Regions from separate parts of the Mus musculus genome. Here regions 2 and 3 are each linked to region 1. Evidence: chromatin contacts called from public promoter capture Hi-C data. All regions are on one chromosome and are shown on one strand. Each heading gives the region's core, a stretch centred on a gene start, on an enhancer-like site or on the middle of the called end of the contact. The rest is flanking DNA. Distances are from core to core; before and after follow the strand shown.

What was found. Promoter capture Hi-C pulls out the DNA fragments that hold promoters and counts their contacts. Capture Hi-C pulls out chosen DNA fragments and counts their contacts.
Region 2: a contact with region 1 is called in a promoter capture Hi-C map of adipose tissue. The contact joins the promoter of Dcaf11 here to the promoter of Haus4 in region 1. A contact is called at or near these places in 1 of 39 promoter capture datasets (the C10 cell line) and 1 of 9 other capture datasets (adipose tissue).
Region 3: a promoter capture Hi-C map of the HPC-7 cell line shows a contact between it and region 1. The contact joins the promoter of Tgm1 here to the promoter of Haus4 in region 1. A contact is called at or near these places in 2 of 39 promoter capture datasets (the HPC-7 cell line and pre-B cells).

The regions. Positions count from the first base shown.
Region 1 is chr14:54,552,591-54,556,685 of GRCm38.p6, forward strand. Haus4 (HAUS augmin-like complex, subunit 4) reads right to left here and starts at 1,771. Exons shown (of 10, transcript NM_145462.2): 1 at 1,585-1,771.
Region 2 is chr14:55,558,422-55,562,461 of GRCm38.p6, forward strand. Dcaf11 (DDB1 and CUL4 associated factor 11) reads left to right here and starts at 1,608. Exons shown (of 15, transcript NM_133734.3): 1 at 1,608-1,700; 2 at 2,789-3,021. The coding sequence starts at 2,867.
Region 3 is chr14:55,712,173-55,715,772 of GRCm38.p6, forward strand. It overlaps Tgm1 (transglutaminase 1, K polypeptide), which reads right to left and starts at 1,320. Exons shown (of 15, transcript NM_001161714.1): 1 at 1,215-1,320; 2 at 262-582; 3 at 1-117. The coding sequence starts at 577.

The DNA.
Region 1 (4,095 bases), core at 521-3,020:
CTGCGCAAACATCATGACCAAGAAGCAAGTTGTGGAGGAAAGGGTTTATTCAGCTTACACTTCCACATTGCTGTTCATCACTAAAGGAAGTCAGGACTGGAACTCAAGCAGCAAGTTGGGGAGGAAAGGGTTTATTCAGCTTACACTTCCAAACTGCTGTTCATCACTAAAGGAAGTCAGGACTGGAACTCAAGCAGGTCAGAAAGCTGATGCAGAGGCCATGGAGGGATGTTCTTTACTGGCTTGCTTTCCCTGGCTTGCTCAGCCTGCTCTCTTATAGAATCAAGATTACCAGCCCAGAGATGGTCCCACCCACAAGGGGCCTTTCCCCCTTGATCACTAATTGAGAAAATGCCTTGCAGTTGGATCTCATAGAGGCATTTCCTCAACTGAAGCTCCTTTCTCTGTGATAACTCCAGCTGTCAGGTTGACACAAAACCAGCCAGTACACCACCCAAATCCACTAAGTTCTAATGGAAGGCGTCTTCCTACCGTTACCATTTTGCTGGAGCTACAAACTGTTGCTGTCTGTCGTGTTCCCAGTAAACTAAGGGGTGTGGGTCCCAGTATACCTTTTGCCCCCTTTATAGCTCAACTGTGGAATATCACAGTTTCTTTCTGGTGCTTCTCTGTCAGTGTCATCTCATGAAAGAGCTATCTGTCTGGGAGCAAGAGCGACAGACACTTGAACTACAACAGCTTTTCCAGTAACAATGCACTGCAGTGGTTAGTGTGGGGACATAGCTATACAGATAGGTGTTTTGCCAGAACCTGGAGCACCTTGAAAAGAATGTCATCAACAGAGAGCAATGAGAAACTCAACAGCAACACAAACATTGCCTGCCCATTCTTTCCCTTATTGCTTTACCCACTCCTCCAAATGGCAGCTGAGCCCGAGGCAGCCCCGAGTCTGAAGCTTATTAGTACTTAACGCTTCACGTCCACAGAACATTGGTTTATTCGCTCCTTTTATGAGTCACATGAAAGCAACTAGCCGTTTGTTTTGTAGCGTGGTCTAGAGGAATCAGCTGAGGAGGCGCAATTCGAGACATTAATTTGTGGCTCCGCCCCGCCCCCCATGTTTTCTGTGTGAGTTTATGTGAAATGCTCCTTTTTCAGGTGCCAACAGTGTTCCACCTGCAAAGCCGCGATAACGGTTCTTGCCTTGCATGAAGCATCAAGAATTAATAACAATCGACTTGTCAACAAAAGCTATTTAGTTATGTTTTACCAGTAAGTTCCGTTTTACCAACTCAGAATGTTGTTGAACTACACCTACAAATAAAGTTTTGCAGGCCAGTTAGGCACCCAGCCACGAGGGTTTCAACCGCCCAGGGGTCCTCAGCGGAGCCGCCCACAGGACGTGACCTTAGGCTTCACCCCCACCCTGCGCAGGCAGCCGGGGTCCCACGCGCAGGAGCGCAGAGCGCCGAACTCTGACGCAGGCGTGCTTCGAGCCCTCCAGCCGTTCCCCTGCACGCTGTGCTGGACGCAGATTGATCGTCCTGACTGTTTTCACAAGAGGTGACCCTTACAAGGCCGGAGATAATCAAGATGCAGACGCGCTCTCCGGCGCCGACCTACCGTCTGGGTCGCCAAGGAGTCCTAAAGGGCGAGCGCGGCCTCGCCGCAAGCTCGCGGTCGTCGAGCGCTAACCTGCACGGCTCGCCGCCGGAGCGCTAAGGCCGGGGCCTGCCCGGGAAAGGCGCTGCCGCCAGCGTAGAAACAACTGGGTCTTAAATCAGCCGGGCACAGGACGGGGCGGGGCCTCCGTTCCCGCCTGGCGCAGCCCCGCCCCGGGAGCGCGCGCTCAGCGCAACTGTCGCGGTAGCGGCTCGGATCCTGGAAGTCGGAACTTCACCCATTTAACAAAGGGGAAGACTAGGCACGGAAGGTTATATAGAGGTGGCGGCCCAGCTCGGAAGCTTAGGCCTGCCACTGTGGTGCTCGGAGGTCGAGCCAATGTGTTGTTGGTATCAGAGATCGTCCTGTCTCGGCCTCCCGATTGATGAGAGGAAAGGTGCACGCCACTACACCCCCACTGGTTTGTTTTTATTTATCGATGTGGGCGAGCGCATGCGCCATATGTGGGCGGTGTCCACGGAGGCCGGAAGAGGGAGCCAGAGCCCTTTGAGCCGATGTTACAGGTGCTTGTGAGCTGCCAGATTTTGGGTTCTGGGACTTGAACTCAGATCCTTTTACTACGTTGCTCCAGCCTCACCTCTTGAATTTCTTAACCTACCTCGCCTCCTCCGCGCTCCCTCTGTTTTTTTTTAAAGTCACGTTTTATTTACTGTGTGTCCTACGTGTGCTGTGGAGGTCAGAAGACATTCTGGGAGTGAGACATCATAGGCTTGGTAGCAAGCTCCTTTACCCATTGAGCCGCGTTAACTGCCCTGCCCCATTCCCACATCCCTTATTTCCCATCATCCTTCCTTCACTCCTACTTATGCCTACACTGGTTTTGTAAAACTAAGGGTACCCAATCAGGAAGTGACTTCTTTTGGAAAATAAGATGTTTAGCTGTACTGTTAATCCTTCACCACACCTACTCAGGAGGTTGAGTTAGGAAGATCGAGAGTTCAAAGCTAGGCCCGGGCACTATGCTGAAGTTGCCCATCTAAAAAAATAAAAGTCTTAAATAAACTGCTTCAAGGTTATTAGAGCTCTTTATACGTTTTTATTTATTTTACTGTTGTTTACGTGTGTGGGTGTTTGACTGGCACATATGTCTGTGAACCACTTGTATGCTTACTGCTGTGGGATCCTCTGGAACCGGTTACAGTTACCACCATATAAGTGTGGAGAATCCAACCCAGGTTTACTTGAAGAGGGATGGTTGAGCCATCTCCCTAGCCCAGTGATTAGATCGCTTGCATCAGAGAACAAACTGATAGGATGGAGCAAAAGTGCTAGGAAATGGAGCTGTTTGGCTTTTCCTTAGAACAGCAGTTCTCAACCTGTGGTCGAGACCCCTTTGGTTGGTTGAACGACCCTACAGGGGTCACCTAAGGCCACTGGAGAACACAGGTGTTTACAATTCGTAACAGCAAAATTACAGTTATGAAGTAAGTAATGGAAATCATTTATGGTTGGGGGTCACCACAACATGAGAATCTGTATTAAAGGGTCACAGCTTTAGAACATTCTAGGGCCAAGGGTAGTGGCTCATGCCTTTAACCCCAGTGATTGGGAGGTAGGGGGTAAGCAGATGAGGACAGCCTGATCTACACAGAGTGTTCCAGGAAGGCCAGGGTTGTATAGAAAGATCAGTGAGAGAGAGAGAGAGAGAGAGAGAGAGAGAGAGAGAGAGAGAGAGAGAGAAGAGAAGAGAAAGGAGGAAGAGGAGGAGGAGGAGAAGAAGGAGAAGGAGAAGAGAGAAAGAAAAAAAAAAAGAAAGAAAGAAAGAAAAAAGAAAAGGAAGGAGGAGGAGGAGACTTGTATTTGAATACACAGAGAAATGATTCTAGGGCAGAAAGCTTTTATGCCCTTGGTCAGGGCATCAGCTGCCATGTTCCATGTTTAATGCTAGAGTGCAGTCACTTTTCAAAGCTTTTAAAAATCACTTATGCTTCCTCAATTCTTCAATGCAGCCTCATTAAATGCCAGGCTTACGCACGAACCGTGCTCAGAACAAAATAGCAAGCATGCTTTGGTGATTTTCAGCTGATCAGAGATTTACTGAAATTTCATCTCCCAAGTCTTCAGGTTCTTAAATACTGAACTACAAAGCTCTGGCTAAGAGGCTCGAAAGCACGCGAGGCCCTGAGCAGGGAAGGCTCAGAAGGCTGCCTTCCAGAGGAAGATGGGGAAGATAGCAGTGGACAGACACCTTGCGGACAGAGCTCCGTGTGCAATTATCTCTTCCCTCTTTGTCCCTTCCAAGCCATGAGACCTTGGGCTACAGCTCTCCTTCCTGTGGGAGGTGTGGGGGGGGAGACAACATATTTCTTGTTACTCCAATCTCTTAGCATTGGCATAACGATCAAATGAGATAACGGCTGAGAAAGCGCCTTGGAAAGACTATGAAAGTGAGGTGTTTTATTAAGTGCCTGGGGAGACACAGAGATGAATGTGACCTAATTCCTATCCCGA
Region 2 (4,040 bases), core at 358-2,857, 1.0 Mb after region 1:
GGCATGGTGGCACACGCCTTTAATGCCGGCACTTGGGAGGCAGAGGCAGGTGGATTTCTGAGGTCGAGGCCAGCCTGGACTACAGAGTGAGTTCCAGGACAGCCAGGGATTTACAGAGAAACCCAGTCTCGAAAAACAAACAAACAAACAAAAACAAAAACCCCAGACTTCCTAGTAAGCACCATTACCTAGCAAACACCCTTACCTGCTGAAGCATCTCACTATCTCACTGGCCCAAACTTGGTTATTTTTTTTAAAAGATTTATTTATTATTATATCTAAGTACACTGTAGCTGTCTTCAGATGCACCAGAAGAGGGCGTCAGATCTCATTACAGATGGTTGTGAGCCTCCATGTGGTTGCTGGGATTTGAACTCAGGACCTTCAGCAGAGCAGTCGGTGCTCTTAACCACTGAGCCATCTCTCCAGCCCTCGGTTATTTTTATTTTATGAAGAACTGCAGCAACATTGGGTTTTTGTTGTTGTTTGGTGTGTATGTGTGTGTGTGTGTGTGTGTTCAATGTATACACTGAACCCAGTATATACAGAATGCCAAGCAAGCACTCTCCCATAGAGACATATTCCTAACCCACTAAAAAATTCATTTCAGTGGCTACCAGGTATTTTTATAACTGTACAAAACTGACCATAATTTATTTAACCAACCTCTTATTGTATATTTGGATTTCTTTTATTTCCAGTATCCCACTATTATCAGTGATTGTTAAGCAGAACATACATTTTTATGTAGGTCCAAGTTTGATTACAGATAGCAGTATCACTAGGTCACAGTTTAGGGCTATGAGGGCTGGCTAGGACTGGTTAAAAAGATAAAGCATCTCTCAGATTAGACATTCTGAAAGGGTGTACCAGTAGAAATAAGGCACTTCTAGGCACATTTGATTGGCAGACAAAATTTTCGAATGAAGTAAAAAGACAATCAGGTTGGGAAGTCTGTATTTGAAGTAATAAAAAAACGAAAAAACAGTCAGCTCTTAAGAACGAAATACTTTTAAGAGTAGACTTGAGCAGATCAAGGAGTGGAAGAAGTCTGAAATGTGGAAAAACAGCCACTGTGAAAATAACCTCAAGTAATCAGTTAAAAAATATCTACAGAACTTGTAAGAACTAGAAGAGTAATAAGGAAGGAAAAATACTAAAATTATTACAGACTTTCCAGGCCAAATAACCCAAATACCTAGGAATCCTGAAAGTTCCGTGTATGTTTGAAATACCTGTCCACATAATTAATGGAGACCAGCCAAAGAACAAAATGCTGGGCGCTTGTTTACAGTTAAGAATTTTAAGGCAGTGACAACCTGCGTGGATCGGGAGAAAATGTTGGGGTCTCCGGCCTAGAGACCAGGAAACCTGACACAGAACCTGTCACATGCTCGCCCCGGGAGCTGAGGTGTCCTCGCGATGGCCCACCTCTGGGCCAAGGCCGACATCGCCCGCCTCTCTGGCCTAGGAAACCATCCCAGACAAGGTAGGGTTGGCCTTGGACTCACCCTAGTTACTCATAAACCAACGGGAGGTGGCGAGCGACAGAAGCCTAGGGACGGTCGGCAAAGCCCAGACCCAAGGGGCGCGTGCGCACTAAGGCAACCGGAAAGGCTCCGGGGACGGCCGCGGCACTTAGGGAGCGTATGCAAAGACCAAGAAAGGAAGCCAGGGGTCGTCAGACAAGACCCCCGCTGGTAAGCGTGTACACAGCAGGGTGGAGAGGCCCAGGTCCCACCAGTGAGGACTGCTTTCGACAGGCCGCTAGCGCTACAGCCAGGGGAAAACGGTTGAACTGGGGTTGCTGGGAGCTGAGGGAATAGGAGCGATTGGGCACGCAGTAAAAAACAAACAAACAAACAAACCACTCGAGGCCAAGCGACCTTAAGGGACCACCTCGCAGACTTGATGTCTAGTTCCGCTACGTCTAATGCAGGTCGCAGCCAATTCCAGTCCGCTACGACTAAACGCCCCTCTTGGGTTGAGCAAGTTCCCCAGCCCACCTATCAATCACAGGTCTCAGCTATCCAATCAGAGGGCCGAGGGGGAGGGACTGCTTGGAGCGTCGAGTGACGTCAGCAGGCCTGGCCGCCAGAAGCGTGACGGACGAGGCTCGCGACTGAGGAGCTGTTAGCCGGCGCCGCAGCGATAGTCGCTGTAAACAGGGCCTCGCCCCTGCGGGTCCTGCGACAGCTCCTGGCTGGTGGGTGGTCTCGCGTGGGGCGGTAACCGCCAGACGCCGGGGGGAGGTGCTTCTCCATTTTCCCTCCCCCTGTTGTACACACCCCCGGCGCACCACGTGGGCGTGAAGCTAAACTGGAGGGGGTGTTAGGCTGACTTCTAACCTCATTGGCTGTTGATGCTGCCGGCCCGTGCAAGAAATTGCTCTGATTGGTCAGTAGAGGGAGGCGTGGGGGGGGTCTGAGTTCTAACGCCTCTGGTTGGTTGTGTGAGATAAGCTAGTGAAATGCGTTCTTCCGCAAGGGGTTTTGATTGGTCAGTCGGAGAGGTTATCTGGGATTCAGCCATCCCGGGCCGGGGACTTTGATAGGTGAGTTTGGTTAGGAAAATGGGAAATTCCTCTTCGTGGACTCTGATTAGTACGGTAGGGTTGCACCCTAGGTTTCATATGGCTTTCTTTGCTTCACAGGATTGAGAAAGGTTTATGTTCCCGATACCCTGGGAGCTGTCATAGCTAAAGAGAAGGAAATCTCAGTCTCCTGGAGGGGTCACCCCTCTAAAGATAGCTTCTGCCCCGTTTCTGGAAACCCTGGTATTTCTACAGCAGGCTTTGCTTTCACCAAACCCAAGTTGGAGACAGGAGCAGCCCCTGCGCAAGACATAAGGATGCTGTAACCAGAAGATGGGATCACGGAACAGCAGCAGCGCCGGATCCGGGTCCTTAGAACCCTCTGAGGGCTTGTCCCGAAGAGGGACTGGCCTGCGTCGTAGTGAGGAAGAGGAAGAAGAGGATGAAGATGTGGATCTGGCCCAGGTACTGGCCTATCTCCTCCGCAGGTAACTTACCCTCTGCTGTGACACTAAGTGTCACAATGTCTTGACCTCAACTTCAGGCAGGAAAAGTGCAGAGGATAGGGAATGGCATTGTCCCAGGACAATGGTTGTGTTTGAACAGAACGACCTTTCCCTGCTGGATGTCCATACACTCTGCGTGGCTCCCTACCCAAAATGGTTCTTACAACTCTCATAGTTGAGGAGCTCCTAAGGGAAGCCTTTTCAGCTGTGACAACACAAATGTCATCAGTTTTCCAAGAAAATAAAACGAGAGAAGGGAGAGGGATTATGGAGGAAAGGAGAGATGTGAAAAGAGTTGGGAAGGGGGTGCTAAGTCACTTGCCATGTGAGATGAAGCCATGTGGATTTACTTGAAAAACAAGTTTACATCGGCCTTACTAGCCCTGCTCTTAAGAAAAGAATGCCCTCAAGGGGGTGACCACCAGGAACTAAGAACGTTTTGTTTGCTTGCCTACGGTTCCTTGGGAAAAGATGAACCTAGTATCCCTGCAGACCCTGTGTTCTGTGTTGCGTTCCTACACCGACGGCTGTGAGGGTTGTTGTTGTTGTCAGCTGGACAGAGTCTGAAATCACCTGGGGGACACGGCACACCTGGGCGGGATGGATTATTTAGCCTCTCTGGGCAGGCCTGGAAGGGATTATGGCGATTGGGTTCATTGGAGCAGGAAGACCCACTCTGAGCGTGGGTGGTGCCATTCCCATGTGGGTCCTAGACTGTATAAAAAGGAGAAAGCTAGCTAAACCCAACCATTCATCCCGCCTTCTTCCTGACTATGAGTGCTGTGTTACCAGCTGTTCCTGGCCCTGCTACTTTGATGGCCCCGCTATGACAGACTCTGCCCTTGAGCCATGAACCAGAATATACCTTCTCTCACTTAAGGTGCCTTTGTTGGGGTATAGAAGGAAAAGTGGAAGTGCTCTCCTAATTCTTAGCTCTTGAATTCAGGATATAGCTTTGTGGTAGAAGCTTACCCAGCATGCACTGAGCCCCTGGGTTCAGT
Region 3 (3,600 bases), core at 70-2,569, 1.2 Mb after region 1:
GCTGCCCACGGCGCACAATCAGCTCATCATATTCAAACTCATCCGTGTGGTGCTCTCGGCGGTTCTGGTCTGATCGTGAGCACAGCAGATCCACACCAGTCACAACCAGCATTCCCTCTGTGAAACCACATCCATGGGTCAGTGAAGAGTTCACGAAGAGCCCAGTCCCTCCTCAGAAGTCTCAGAAGCCCCCTTAGAGATGCCAGGATAAACCTTAGGTTCCATAAAGGCTCAGCTCTAGGTTAAGGTGTGTAATCTCACCTCGGATGGTGCCATCTCCAGCTGCATTTACACCACTGCCCCGAGACTCGGGTCTTCGGCCACCCCGAGAGTCCCTACCCCGGGAGCTGGTCCCTCTGCTTCTGGAGCCAGAAGGTTCAGGTCCCCAGTCATCGTCCCCTCTGTTCCCACATGAGCAGCAGCCACAACAACGAGCCCAGAAGGAGCGGCCTCCTCCTCGGCGGGAGCGCGAGCGTCTGTCTGGCTCCGGCACCGGCTCTGGCTCCGGTGACGGTGTTGTAGGGGGCTGCCAGGGGCTCCTGCCCCAGCGGCCCACGTCTGAGCGAGGACCTTCCATTGTGCCTGTGTAGAAGAGACAGAGGGTGCTCATTCACTCAGATCTCCTGTGCCTGGGATGTCCATCCCACCCACCCAGAAACTCTATCCAGAGAAATTGGTTCAGTACCAGCTAGGTGACTGGGATAATCACATTCTCACCCTGAGATGCCCCAAAGACCCTATTCAGTCACCCAGAAGAAGCACCTTATATTGCAGAGAAAAACCTCCTCTCCACCTTGCTATAGACACTCTCAAATCATACTAAAAAACAGATGTCCAGTGGAGAAACCATTGAAGATCCATCTGAGGAAATGCACAGTTGCCTAAGAGAACACCTCCAAACCCTGTATATATCGGTCTCTCCACCCGCTGGCTTCTCAGTTTAGAGGTCCAGCCTCTAGGACTATTTAACAGCAGGTAGGAGGCATAGGGGTCAGAGTCCCCCGACATGCCTCACGTCTGGACAAACTTCAGGCAGGGCTGCGGAGATGGCACAGCAGGCGTAAGCAGAGTTTGGCCCCAGGAAAATTGGGTCTCAGCCCACAGCAGGTACGCACTGGAGATCGGTCCTTTCTGGGCTTGGGCTGTGTGTCCCTTGACAGCGAAGGCCCGCTGTGGCTCAGCACTGAGGTAAGGTGTAAGCTGGAGCCTCTCACCTGGCAGCGGTGTTGGTGATGGCACCACCGGGTCCCGGGCCCGGGTGGAGCAGGTCAGGGCGTTTGGGACGGGACCAACAGGCTGGACGTAGCCACGCGAGTGGAAGGTGTAGGGCGGGCCGGGTAAGCAGTTTATGAGGGGAGGGGAGGCGGGGCCGAGTTTCTGGGAAAAGGGGAAGAGGGTTGCTTCATCCCTCCTGTCAAGAGGCCAGTCTCTGGGGGCTGTCCTCTGGTAGGGGCGGGAAAGACTGGCTCCACCCACTTTCTCCTTTCTAGGAACTGAGGTCATGCTAAGGAGGGGGTCCGGATCAAAGTTCTGTCAGACCTGAGGCTGAAGTGAAAAGGAAAGGCGTTTGGTGACGGATCCCACACCAACTTGATTCTTACCACACTAGGTGTTCAGAGAGCAAAGAGAAGGGCTCTTCCACTCAGGCCTGCAGGGCAGATCTGTTCCCTAGCTGGAGATGCCTCCTTTTGCTCTCAGAGGGCCCTGCTGCTAAGCTCTCTTGTAGCACCCACCGGGCTTGGCCCTGTGAAACTGGTCCCTGGGACTGGAACTTCTTTTGCCTAGGAAGGTCCCAGTACCTCAGGCTGCAGACAGATGACATCAGCGGCCAGGCCCTCAAACTGGCTCCACCTGTCAGTCCCTGACCAGCCAGCTCTACCAGGTCTTCTCATGCCCCTCAGCATACTGCACCCTTCTGTCTCTCTTTCAGCTGTTCCACAGCCCCCAGAATGAGTGGGCTATCTCTGTTTCTTCTAAGTTCGAGATCCTCCCAGCTTGAAAGTCTCGGGAAGGCTTAGGTCTTGGCTTGCTTTCAGGTCTGGGTGGACAGGAGCCTCCTCCCCAGGCTACCTGGTATTCCCTTCTTTCACTGAGAGTGTCTCATCAGCTGGAGGTAAGCATTTCCCCTCATTTGCAGCCTGGAATTCTTCTTGAGAATCCAGACCAACCGGCTCCAGGAACACACTCTCTGTCCTTTCCAGCTCCTGCCCTGGCTCTGGGTGAACCGTCAGAGATGTCATTAAAACTGCCCCAAGGCAGAGAGGAGCCAGACAGCTTTAGGGAGGCTCTCTCTGGCCCTGTCCGAGGCACCGCACCGACAACTAGGACCTCTTCACTCCGCTCCATGGGCCACCATCAAAGATAGTGAAAATAGCATTGGCAAAAAAAAAAAAAAAAAAAGAAAGAAAAAGAAAAGAAAAGAAAAGAAAAGAAAAGAAAAGAAAAGAAAGACAGACACAAAGCAGCATCCTAGGCAGCAATCTGTTTGGAAATGTATCCTGTACAAAGGTATCCAGGGAAGTAGGAACAGCTCCAGGATCTACATATACACTGATTGGTTGTTTGGTTTTTTTGTTTGTTTTTGTTTTTTGTTTGTTTTGAAATGATCTCACATATAGCCCAGGCAGACTTTGAGCTCACAGTAACTCTCCTGCTTTAACCTCCCAAGTGCTGGGATTACAGAAGAAGGCTGACAGTAAGCATGGTGTGAGTTTTTCCCTGTTCAGCTGGCAAGCCTTGGAACCTAGCAGACTTCTAACACATAGCAATGAAGACCAAAATTCAAGGCAGGTGTGTGGCGGGTCAGCCAAAGGGCTTCACTTGGGGACTGTTTGTGTATCACTTAGGATACAAGAAGAGGAGTGGCTTCAAGGGGCGGGGCATGTGAGCACACGTGTGCCCGGCAGATTCCAGTGAAGCAGGAAAGTGCCTGGTTTTGCTACACTCTTCTTCTTTTAACCAGTCACCCTCTTTTCCCACTATGCTAAGGTTGACTCATTGCCCTAACCCCTGAGCCACTCCCTCGAGCCCTTGTTCCCTGCGGCTTTCAAAGCCACAACAGTGTAGTGGGGTGCACCTCAGGAGTAGACTCCCATCTAAATACCTTGGCAAGTTGAGGCCAGGCCTCTGTTTAATCATTCTATATTAATATAGAAACAGGAAAAGCGCTAAATCACTAAAGCAAAGAGTTTAGTATGTGGCTTCAGCATGCAGAGCTCAGCAACCCTGGGCAGGTCAGAACAGTTTGTCAGTTCAAATGTTTTAATCATCTCATCCCTGAGTGTATGAGGATCAAATGGGACCAGAGTTCCCAAGGGCTTTTCAACCACAGAATGTAATCCACAGAGACCAATATTGTCATTTGAACCGGGTGGGGCAAGATGCTGTGACACATTCTTCCTCAAACACTGAGAGGTCCTGAGCCTACTCAGTTGTGAGTAAAACGGGGGCCAGGGCAGAAAGGCTGAAGGTGGCAGGCTCACAGGAGAAAGGTTCACAGTCTTTTCCAGCTAGAGACAGCTCTTCTGGCTTTTTGTTTTTGTTCTTTCAAGACAGGGTTTTTCTGTATAGCCCTGGCTGTCCTGTAACTCACTCTGTAGA